2 separate regions of the Anser cygnoides genome follow, and region 2 is linked to region 1. A link is a contact called in public Hi-C data. All regions are on one chromosome and are shown on one strand. The core of a region is the stretch at or near the end of the contact, and the rest is flanking DNA. Distances in the headings are between cores, read along the strand shown.

What was found. A called contact is a pair of places that touch in the nucleus more often than the background predicts.
Region 2: a contact with region 1 is called in a Hi-C map of liver, with 11 times the contacts expected there. The contact joins the promoter of ACLY here to the promoter of STAT3 in region 1. A contact is called at or near these places in 2 of 7 Hi-C or Micro-C datasets (both in liver).

Annotation. Positions count from the first base shown.
Region 1 is chr22:6,941,264-6,946,566 of Taihu_goose_T2T_genome, forward strand. It overlaps STAT3 (signal transducer and activator of transcription 3), which reads left to right and starts at 1,808. Exons shown (of 24, transcript XM_066981728.1): 1 at 1,808-1,958. CAVIN1 (caveolae associated protein 1) reads left to right here. Exons shown (of 2, transcript XM_013199771.3): 2 at 1-638.
Region 2 is chr22:7,187,931-7,193,104 of Taihu_goose_T2T_genome, forward strand. It overlaps ACLY (ATP citrate lyase), which reads left to right and starts at 2,418. Exons shown (of 28, transcript XM_066981707.1): 1 at 2,418-2,572. It overlaps ODAD4 (outer dynein arm docking complex subunit 4), which reads right to left and starts at 57. Exons shown (of 14, transcript XM_066981708.1): 1 at 1-57. The coding sequence starts at 13.

The DNA.
Region 1 (5,303 bases), core at 558-3,057:
TGGCAGCGGGCAGCGAGGTGCCTGCTCGCTGGCCGGGGAGAGGGCGAAGGCAGGCAGCGGTGCCGGAGAAGCCAGCACCAGGTGAAATTCGTTGCCAGAAGGCATTCGGGATGTGCCGGTGCCTCGCCAGGCGCTCGACCATCAGGGAGCGGCCTCGACACCTTGAGTATTCCTCAGCCCCTGCTTCCTCCAGGGGGCCCGGCACGGCTCAGGCTCGCACCCCCGTCCTTGCGCTTTCCCTCCTCGCCGTTCCCTGCTTCCCGCCGGCTTCGCTCCGTCCCCCGCAGCACGGCAGCGCTCGGATCGCACCCCGCAACTCCCCCCCGGGGCTGCCACGCTCCGGCTCTCACGCACGCAGCCAGCGCCGCAGCATCGCCCCGGCCCCGCGGGAGCCGGCGGGAGGGCAGGAGGCCGCTCGCTCGCCTCGGCAGCTTCGCCCCGGGGGAGCTGCGGACGCACGTGGGGACGCCGGGGCTGCTCCCGGCAGGTGGGCGAGGGAGGCCTTGGGCCGTGCTCAGCACCGGGGCTCAGCACCTCCCGGCGGTGCCGCCGCTTCCCTTCCCAGCCCGCTCCTCCCCAGGAGCAGGGAGGGCTGCTGCCGCTGGCCCGACTAAATATATAAACTTGCTTTTCCTCTCCGCATTGTTTCCCCTCTTCTTGTCCTGTTTCCCCTCTTCTTGTCCGGTGCCCCCCAGCCCGCCTCCAGCCCCCGGTCCTGCCCTGCCGCCTGCGCTGCCCCCAGGGGACGAGGCGCCAGCCCCGTGCGACCCCCGGGGACGCGGGGCTGGGGGGCGGCTGCGGGCAGGGGCCAAGGTGCGTGGGCTGAACGGGGGCTGCGAGGTGAAGGCTCCTTGATGGCGGACAGAGCAAATCCACCGGCTCCGGGCCCTACAAACCAACCGGTTCCGGACCCTACAGATCAACCGGCTCCCAGCCCTACAAATCAACCAGCTCCGGGCCCCATAAATCAACCGGTTCCGGGCCCTACAAATCAACGTGCTCCGGGCCCCACACCGTCCCCACCCCGGGGTCCAGGACGGGCGGCCCCATGTGCCGCCGCTCCCGCCGGGCCCACCGCGGGCGGCTCATCACCCCCGTGCTCCGCACTCCCCACCGCCCGGTTATCGCCTTTTATTTTATTTTATTTTTAACGCCTTTTTCCTCCTCGCCCAGCAGCCGCCCGGGGCACGGTGCCACCACCGGGTGCTGGGGGGGCAAGGGGGGTGATGCTGAGGCCTCTAACCGTTCCCTACGGCTGCCTCCCGGTGAGCAGCCCTGCTAATAAAGGCTCTTTCCTACGAGGACCGGCCTGCCGCCTGCTCACAGCGCCCGGGGCCGGGGGCACCCGTCCCACCGGGGGGGGGGGCACCGGGCACCCCCTGCCGCCACCGAAAGCCCCTTGGGGAGCCCGGTCGGGGCAGCCAGGCCTCGTCGGGGCTCGGCTCCGCGCCCCCAGGCCTCGTGGCTCCGCCGCCCCGTGCGGGGTCGGTGCTACCCCGGTGCCCCGGGGGGGCCCCCCCCCGGTAAGGGCGCGGCCCCTTTAAGAGGCGGCGGCGGCGGCGGCGGGCCGCGCGCTGACGTCACGGCGCTGCCCGGAACTCAGCCGGGTTTCCCGCACGGCTTTTCCCGGCACCCGCCGCTCCCCCCCCCGCTCCTCCCTCCCTTCACCGCCCGGCGCCGCCCCGCGGCGGGAGGAGGCGCAGATCCGGGAACAGCCAGCGAGGGGCAGCCCCCCCTCCCCCGCCGTGACGTCACCGCGGAGAAGACCGCGCGGATTGGCTCGCAGCAGCCCGTCCCTCGCGGGGCCGCGCGCTGCTATTGGCTGGCAGGGGCGTGACGCGAGGCGGGGGGGCGGGGCCTGGCGGGCGGCAGCGCCGGTGGCGTCACTCGGGGCAGGGAGCGGAGCGCGATCGTCGCCGGTACCGGGAGCCGCCGCCACGCCCCGGCCGGGCCCGACGGTGAGCGCGGGGCGGGGGGGGCCGGGCCGGGGGGGGCGGGGAGCACCGGGGGGGAACCGGGAGGTACCGGAGGGAACCGGGGGGTAACCGGGGGGTAGCGGGGCGGTACGGGGGGGAACCGAGGGGGAACCGAAGGGAACTGGGAGGTACGGGGGGGAGCCGGGGCGGTACCGGGAGGAACCGGGAGGGAACCGGAGGGAACTGGGAGGTACCAAGGGATACCGGGGGGAACCGGGACCGCGGCTCCGGTGCCGGCCGCCGCGGGCGCGAGGTCCCCGTGCTGCCGAGCCCCCCTGGGCGCCGTGCCGGTGTTACCGGGGCTCTCCTACCCGCCCCGTCCCCGCTCGGTACCGGCTGCCCTCCGGTTGTCCCCGGTTGCCCGTTCCCCGTTGCGCCCCTGCAGTACCGGGGTAGGTTCGGGGAGCCCGGGGGGGTTTTAACGCGGCGCCCCGCTCTGACAGCCCCCGGGGGGGGGAGGATCCGGTAAGCACGGGGCAAATCCCGGGGGGGGGGGGCACCGACCGGGACTGACCGGGGGCCCCCCAAGGCGACGGTTCCTCGGTTTGGGGACGGCACCGGGAGCGGCGGGGCAGCACCGGGGAGCGGCCGCCAGCCCCGGCTTCACAGCACCGGGGTTACCACCGGAGGGGGCGGGGTGTTACCGGACCGGGGGGGGGGGGTGTTACCGGAGGCGGCCCCCGGGGCTGTCCCGGTCCCGAGCCGAGGGTCCCGCGGCCGCTCGTTGGGTTCGGGGTAAGGGAACGGCTTCGTGCCCCTCGTGGGGCCCGGGGCTGCGGCCGTGCCCCCCCCCCCCGGCTGGCGCTGCTCGGCCGTGTCCCACCGGGGGGCTTCGGCCGTCACCCACCGGGGGGCTTCGGCCCCGGACCGGGCTTCGGCTCCGTGTTCGGCCCCGTGGGGAGCGGGACCGGAGCGGGGCGGCCGCCTCGTACCCCGGGGCGGCTCTGCACGGCCTCGTCCAGCGCTGCCGACCCCGGCAGGAGGAGGAAGATGAGGAGGAGGAGGAGGACGGGGCCCGCACGGGGAGCGCCCGCTGGGAGCAGAGGTGGGGGGGGGTCCTGGGCCTGCGCCCCCGCCCCGGGGAGGCCGGGATGCCCTGGGTGGGCTCTCCGGGAGGGCCCTTCAGCGCCCCGGGGCGCCGCTGCCTGTGTGGGAGCACCGGGCCCCGCTCCGCACCCCGAAATCCCCGGGGGCGTCGCGGTGGCGGCCGTCACCGTGCGCCGTGGTCGGGGCTGCGGTTGGGAACGGGGGGGTTGGGGGAGCCCCACGCTGAGGCTGCCCCGAGCCCCCCCCCCCGCCCGCCGCGGCCACCCCCTTCCCCAAATCCCCCCCGGGGCTCCCTCTGGAAGCCCCCCCGGCGGAGCAGAGCCGAGGAAAACTCCGAATTTTTACTCCAAATCCTTCCTTCGCAAAACGAGCCCTCGCCTGCCCGGAGCTGTCGCTTGGCCGCTTCGTTAATTAATTATTTTTTTTTTTTTAGCGTTCGTTAGCAGCTGCTGAGCCGCTCGAGGGGGTTTTTCGCCAGCCCCTCGGCCGCCGCTGCTCCTGTGGGACCTCGAGGCGCTGCCGGTGGGTGGGGGCCCGTGTCCGGAGCGTGCCGGTGCTCTCGCCGCTGACCCCGTATTTTTTGGGGGGGCCTCCTCTCCGCTCACGCTGCCCGCGGGACCCCTGGAAGCAGCCGGGGGGGGGGTCCCTGGGGATGCCCCCAGCCACCAGGCCGCAGAAGCAGACGCGAGGCCCCGCGGCACGATGCGGCTCCCCGGCGCCCCGCACGGGTTACGGCTCCCACCACCGCCTCCCGAGCTCTGCCCTTGCCGGGGAGCCGACGAAAGCCGACCCTGAGCTCTCGGGCGATTTTTGGCAGCTTCGTGCCGGGCTCCGGCCGGTTCCTTTACCTCGGGGCCCGCGTGGCGCCGCGCTCGGGCTCCGCTCCAGCGACGAGCGGGATCGGGGAGGTCCCGGCCTCGGATCTTCAAATCTGCCCGAGGGAGGCTTCCCGCTGCCGGGGCCGGGCTGGAGAGAGGTCCCACGTCGGGCTTTGGGCGAAGGAGATGGCGTTTTCGGTAACGCCGCCGAGTCGGGCGGCGAGGGGGGGGGATCCCCGGGCCCTTTTTCCTCGAGGACAGCCGCTGCCCCGCGGCGCTGGAGGTGGCTGCTGCGCCGCAGGGGGAGCTCCCTTTCAGGAGGCCGCCGGCCGCTCCCCGACGTCCCCGGCCTCTCCTCCGTCCCCCCGATCAACCCCCGGCGGCGGAGCCGTCCCGCTCGCCGTGAGCCCACGGTTTAATCGCATCCCGAGGCCGTTCCCAGCCCTCTCCCCCCGCAGCAGCGCCTGAAGGTTTCGCCGGCCCGGCCCCCCGTTGAGCTGGGGGGGGGGGCCGTAAAAACCCAGCACCGCCTCCCGCGCCTGCTCCTCGATCCCTCGAGGCCAGGACGGGGCTGAGAGGGAGCCCGCGGGGCTGCCCACGAGCACGGCTCCCGGCCGCCGCTGCTGCCCCGCTCCCCCGCGGGCCCAAATCCCCCCCGCGGCCGCTTTCCCTCGCGTTGCGTGCGCGGTCTGCGGGGACTTCCTCCGCTTCCTCGGCCGCCCGCGCGGCGAAGGGGCGCCTGCGGTGGGACGGGGCCGAGCCTTCGCCTCTCGCCGCACGCAACTTCTGTTTGGGCAGGGAGCGCCGTGCCTGCGCCCCCCCCCCCCCCCAGGCACCGCTGCCCCCAGGCTCTGCTCTGCTTCGGGGTTTTGGTCCTGGGCGTTTTGGGGCTCGAATTCAACCCCGCGGTGCCCGGGTCAGGGCTTCCCTGGGGGGATGCCCACTGGATCAGGGAAACACAGGGCAGGAGGCGCTGGGTGCGGGTGGGTTGCGGGTTCCCGGCTCCTGCCGGCCGCGTGTTTTGTCGTTTTGTTTCCCCCCAGCACCAGGAGCAGCGAACGGGGGTGTCGGCCCCCTCCCCGCGCCGCTGCAGGCATGCGGACGACCAGCAGGGAGCTGCGAAACGGGGCTTTCGCCGCCGCGTTCGGCAAGCAGCCGCGATGCAAAACCCAAACGTCCCTGGGGTTGCAAAGGCCCCGTTAAACGGAGCCGGGTCGTGCCCCGAGCGCGGGGGAGCTCTGCAGGCCGGGGGAGCTCCTGGCTCTCTCCAGGCTCCTGCCCCTGCCTCCTCCTCCCGCCCGTTGCTGCACCGAGCCCAGGCTGCGTTCACGTGGGGCTTCTCTGCAGCTGAACCTTGAACCCAGCCCCGTGCTGCGACGTCCTGCGGGCGTTGCCGCTGCCGGCCGGGCTGCGTGGTGCCCGGGGAGGCGTAGAAACCCTCATAGCCCCTCGCCAGGTGCCT
Region 2 (5,174 bases), core at 1,168-3,667, 250 kb after region 1:
GCCCCGCCGCCATGCCCCGGCCCGGCCCCGGTCGCCGCCGTCGCCTGGCAACCGTTGCCAGGCAACCGCCCCGCTTCCGGCTCGGCGCGAAGCCCCGCCCGCGCGGTGACGTCTTGGCGCGCCACGGCGCGAGGCCGTTTCCCGCGCCCGCGCCGCGGCCACGTGCGGCTCCCGCGGTTCGCGCCGCGCCGCTGCCGGCGCCGAGCGCGGGGGGGGACCCGGCCGGGAGCGCTCGGCCCCGGGGGCTGGCGTGGGCCGGGCGCCTCGAAATGCTGCGAGCCGTGCCCCGAGCCGTGCCCCGAGCCGTGCCCGAGCCGTGCCCAGCCGTGCCCAGCGCGTTCCTGCGAGCCAAGGCAGCGCGGGGTGGGCTGGTCAGAGGCACGGTGTAAGTAGGGCACGGGTGGGCGGCAGATAGGAGAGGTGCGCGAGGCAGGGCTGCGAGGGAAGGAAACGCCCGTTTCGCTGCAAAATGCGTGCCGGGTAATTTCATGCAGCCGGAGCTGTGGCGCTCGTGGTGCGTTTCGCGCGGTGTTTCCTGAGCCGACTTGTCCAGCCTGCGGTGCTCCGGCGCTTGTTCGGGTTTTGTTCTAAAGCCTGCGTTTCCAAACACCAGCGCTGGAGGCACGGCCGTAAAGAAAGGGAGTGTGGGAGTGCAGGCACTTCATAAAACCGCTGTGCAAGAGCAGTCGTGTGAATGCCTCAGCTCCTGCCAGTGTCAGGCCGAACAGGTTCTTCTGCTCAGCCAGGTCAGGAGGTGGTGCCTCCTGCAGGGGCTTCGCACGGCAGCCCACTGCTTTCCCCCCTATTTGTGTAATATTCAGTTCTTCTTTGGTGCTTGCTGGTAGCCCACACTACTGATTTCATTGCTACAGCATCCAATGCTCCTGGACAAACAGAAATGATGAATGAGAGAATGTTCTGGTTCTCCCCTATCAGCATCCAAAGTCTTGACTTTATTTTGGCCTTGTACAAGACCCTGCCAGGATTAATATTCGAAGCAATTTGTTCCAGCAAAGTGACTCAGAGTGGGTGTGGCCTGTCTGGCCTGCTCAAAAAATACTCCAGCTCAGAGCAGTTTGTAAGATTTAACATCACCATGGGGAATGGCAGAGCTGCTGCTGGATTCTGGAAGCAGCCCAGGAGTGACAGGGTCAGTCCTCACTTCAACGGCGTGGTGGATGGGGCTGTGCGGAAGGCAGGCAGGGTGTCTCATGCGTGGGTGGTGACACAAACACCAGTCAAACCCTGCAGTGGGAGGCCAGCGTGACAAACCCTCTGCCAACAGGGAGAGAAGTTGAGGTGGTTTAAAGTAAACCTCTGGTAACTTTTCCACGGGGCCTTTTGCCATTGCTGGTTGTGACACGTTCTCCGTAAGGAGACAGGCATCGTGTCTGTGTCCTCTGGTCACCCGCCGGTGGCTGTTACAAGTCCGTGCTCCAGCCCCGTGATAATGTCATGGGCTGCTCGCCTCTGGACCGAAGCCATCCTCCCTCATCGGAGGGACTGCCCCAGGGCGCTTCGCTTCAGTGTGGCTGATTTGTACTTTAGTCACAGGTTGGAAACGCCAGGAAAAAAAAATGAATATGCTCTGAGTGTTGCTGGCAAGCAGAAGAGACGTGATGAGTGCCGTTAGAGGCTTGTTACAAACCAAGTGGGGCTGTCGTGAACAGGGAGGGGGGATGGCCGCATCCTGCACTTTCACGGGTGTCCCTTTCTCCTCTCTTTGCGTGTGGGAGATGTTTCGCTGCCCTGCTCGGGTAAAGAACACCTGGCAGCTGTATCCTTCTGGACCATGCCCCAGTGATGGTGATGCTCGGTTCCCGAGCAGCACTGCTGTCTGGCTATGCGCTGCGGAGCTCCGCGCCCCACCGCCGGTACCGGCAGACGCCTCCTGCCCCCTGCCTTACACCACCAGCTCCGGGGAACGCCTGGATCCGGCCTGTGCCGGCTGCCGGTGCAGTCATGCTGGGCCGGGCCGTGGGAGGGGAAGGGTGGGCGGCTTGGCCCGGGGGCCGAGAGGCTGCAGCGGGAGGAGGAGGAGGAGGAGGAAGAAGCAGCAGCGGGAACGGGGCTGCTGCGGCGCTGGGAGCTCCGAGGGGGCCGGGAGCGGGGCGAGGTGCTGGTGACAGCGGGGCAGGCTGCCCGTGGCTGGCGGGCGGCGCTCGGCGTGACGGTGGCGTGGCCGCGGCCCTTTGCTCCGAGCTGGCACCGCCGCTGTTTGCCCGCAGCCCCGGCCCGGAGGGGGGGGGGGGGGGGCCGGGAGAGGGAGGGGGGTCAGGGCCGGGGGGGTGGGGGGGGGTTGGGGGCGCGGCAGCGAGGGGGCGGAACTACGACTCCCACAAGGCCGCGCGGGCGCGCCCCACCGGCGCGGGCCAATGGGAGCGCGGGGAGCGCTCAGGCAAGGCACACGTGGCGGAGGCGGCGGCCAATGGGAGGCGGCGGCGCCCGTAGGCCGATGGGCCGGGGCGGCAGCGCCGAGCCGCAGCGAACAAAAGGCGGCGGCGGCGGCGGCGGAGCCGGGGCAGGGCCGGGAGCAGCGCAGCGGGGCCGAGCGGGGCCGAGCGGGGCGAGGGTGAGTGGCAGGGCCCGGGGCGGGCCCTGCGAGGAAGCCGGGGCTCCGCAGTGGCTGTGACCGGAGCGAGGAGCCCCCGAGGGAGGCTCCGGAGGGCGGCGGGAGACGGGAGCGGGGACCGGGGACGGCACCGGGGGGGGTCTCGAGGGGGTCTCGGGGCAGGACGGGGCCGGCAGGAGGCCGCTTCGCCCCTCCGCGGGAGGAAAGGAGGGAAGGAAGGAGGGACGATGCTCGCGGCCGTGAGCCCGGCGTGGTGCTGGGGCGGGCTCAGCGCTGGTGCGGAGCCAGCGGCCAGAAGCGGGGCAGGTTCCTGCCGGCACCGGCCCCCGGGGCTCCCGTCGCGCCCGTCCCAGGTCCGGGAGCACCCCCTACACCCGTACCCCCTCCTCGAACCAAAGCCCGCTGGAGGCAGGGGAAGGCAGCACCGGTTTGGGTTCTTTCCGCTCTCGCTTCTGCGTTGTTGCCCGCCCGGCCCTGTCGCCTTCCGTGCCCGCGGCTGACAGCTCCCGGAGCCGTGAGATGGCCGCCTTCCAGCCTCTTTTTTTTTATTATTATTAATTGTTTGCTACCTGCAAACACCTGCTGTTTATCTTGCTGCTTCGGTAATTCTCTTCCTTTTGCACAGGCTTCACGTTTCCCTCTCTTAAACCGCGTTTGCTGCCTGGCAGAGCATCAGAAGAGTGGAAGCTGCGTGCTCCGACGTAGCGTTTGTCGGTCTCTAGTTGATTGATTTCCTTAGCCGGGTTTGCAGCTCACAATATCAGCTCCCCTGTCTAACGCTGTGCTTCGCACCCCGTAGAGTTTTCCGCGCGAGGCTTCTGCGTGGCCGTGCAGAAGGTGTGCCGGCCGCCCTCCGGTTAGCGGCTTGCTTCCTCCTCCCTCCTAGCACGTCCCTCGAAGCGGGACCCGGTGCGAAGGGCAGCCGCAGCGGGGAATCCTGCCCAGCCACGCAGCCCAGAACGCGCGCTGCTGCCGCCCGTTTCCCAAGGGACGCGGGGAAGAGTTAAGGAATAAAATTGCCGAGAACTTTGCACAAAGCTGCAGAATAAGTTCATCTTTAAAGATGGAATTCCAGATATCCCGCTTCTGGCACGAGACACGTACCAGGGCATTTGGAGGCTGTTTCCTGCTCTCCGCTAATCTGACTTAGATCAGTTCATTGCCCTTCTCCCTGGCTGCACTTCCTTTTTCGAAGGCTCCACATCTGCAGGGAACCTGCTCCAGAGCTGGGCATTCCACACGCTCACCCCCTCGGCGAGTGATACCTGCTTGCATCACACCAGGACGGTGCCAGGCGTTTCACAACGCGCAGCACCGCGGTTGCTTGAGCTGTGAAGTTGGCCGGCTGCTCTGGGGCCTCTTCCCTGGAGCCCCCTCTCCGTCCTCTGATGAAAGCAGGCGTGCTTGCCAGGTGGCAACTGACGTAACTTTTCACGCTGCTATGGGCAGAAAATACTGGCTGATCTTGAACTGTGTTAATAAATGACCTGGGATGAAGGGGGAAGGTTGCTTTACAGTGCGGCTTCAAACTCGCAGGAAGAGAGGGCATGAGGTCTTTACTGGAAGCAGTAAAGGTACTTCTCTTCCAGTAAAAGCATTGCTTGGGTGTGACGGGATCTGGACCTAAGTAAATCCGTGCACGTGAGCCCTGTTCTGCATGGACGTGGACTGGTGAAGCTCGCTGAGTTACACTTCCAGCACCAGAAAGGGTTTAAGGAAAAAAATCTTCATCCTTTTTTTTTTTTTCCTTTTTCCAGAGTTGACAGCACATCATCCAGTCTCTTTGGGATTCAAGGAGTTTTTACCCTGATTCTGTTGTCATGAATGTCTCTTCCTGTTTTCTTCTTTTCTCTGGTTTCTATTGTGTTTTGCCTTCAGTTAGCTCCTGGTATATTGGGGCATATGTACCAGTTGTCATGACAAACACATCATCATCTAGCTTTTTAATCCATACCGTTACCACACAGAGTATTTCTGCTCTCATCAAGACACTTGAGAAATTTTGCTGAAGAATAAACTTGCTTTGCGTATTTGACAAGTGATGTTTTGAGCGAGTAAGTGCTCCTGAGGCCTTGAACAAGTGATCTAATCCATTTTTCTTACTTGCTCTAGACTTGCTAGTGAAGGCTGAAGACCAGCTTTTTTTTTTTATTATTCTTATATCATTGGCTGTGGATGATTTTGTAAAGGTCTCTGTTGCAGAGAAGCTGTTTGTTTTAGAGCCTTAGTAAATGAACAGAAATCATGCGTGGAAACCACTAACACTTCCCACAAATAACTTATTCTTACACCAGTAATCTACTTGTCAATCCAAGAGTAGGTACGTGGCATCTGTTCAGCAGAGCTTTTGTCCTCTGCTTAAGGGCAGCATCCTTCAAACACAGGAATGGTTTTGGTGACTTGGGCTGACTTTAGAACTGATCCTGCCAGCCCTACAGACCTCATTCGATAGACCAGCAAATCATCGCAGGGAGCCCAGAGAGGCGTTGTCAGGTAGAAATCATTAATTTTATCTGCCTCTGAAATCCCGTGCAGCAGAAGATAAGTGCTAAAAGCAGACTGGAAGTGGCATTTTGTGCTACTGACGTGAATCTACTGTTCT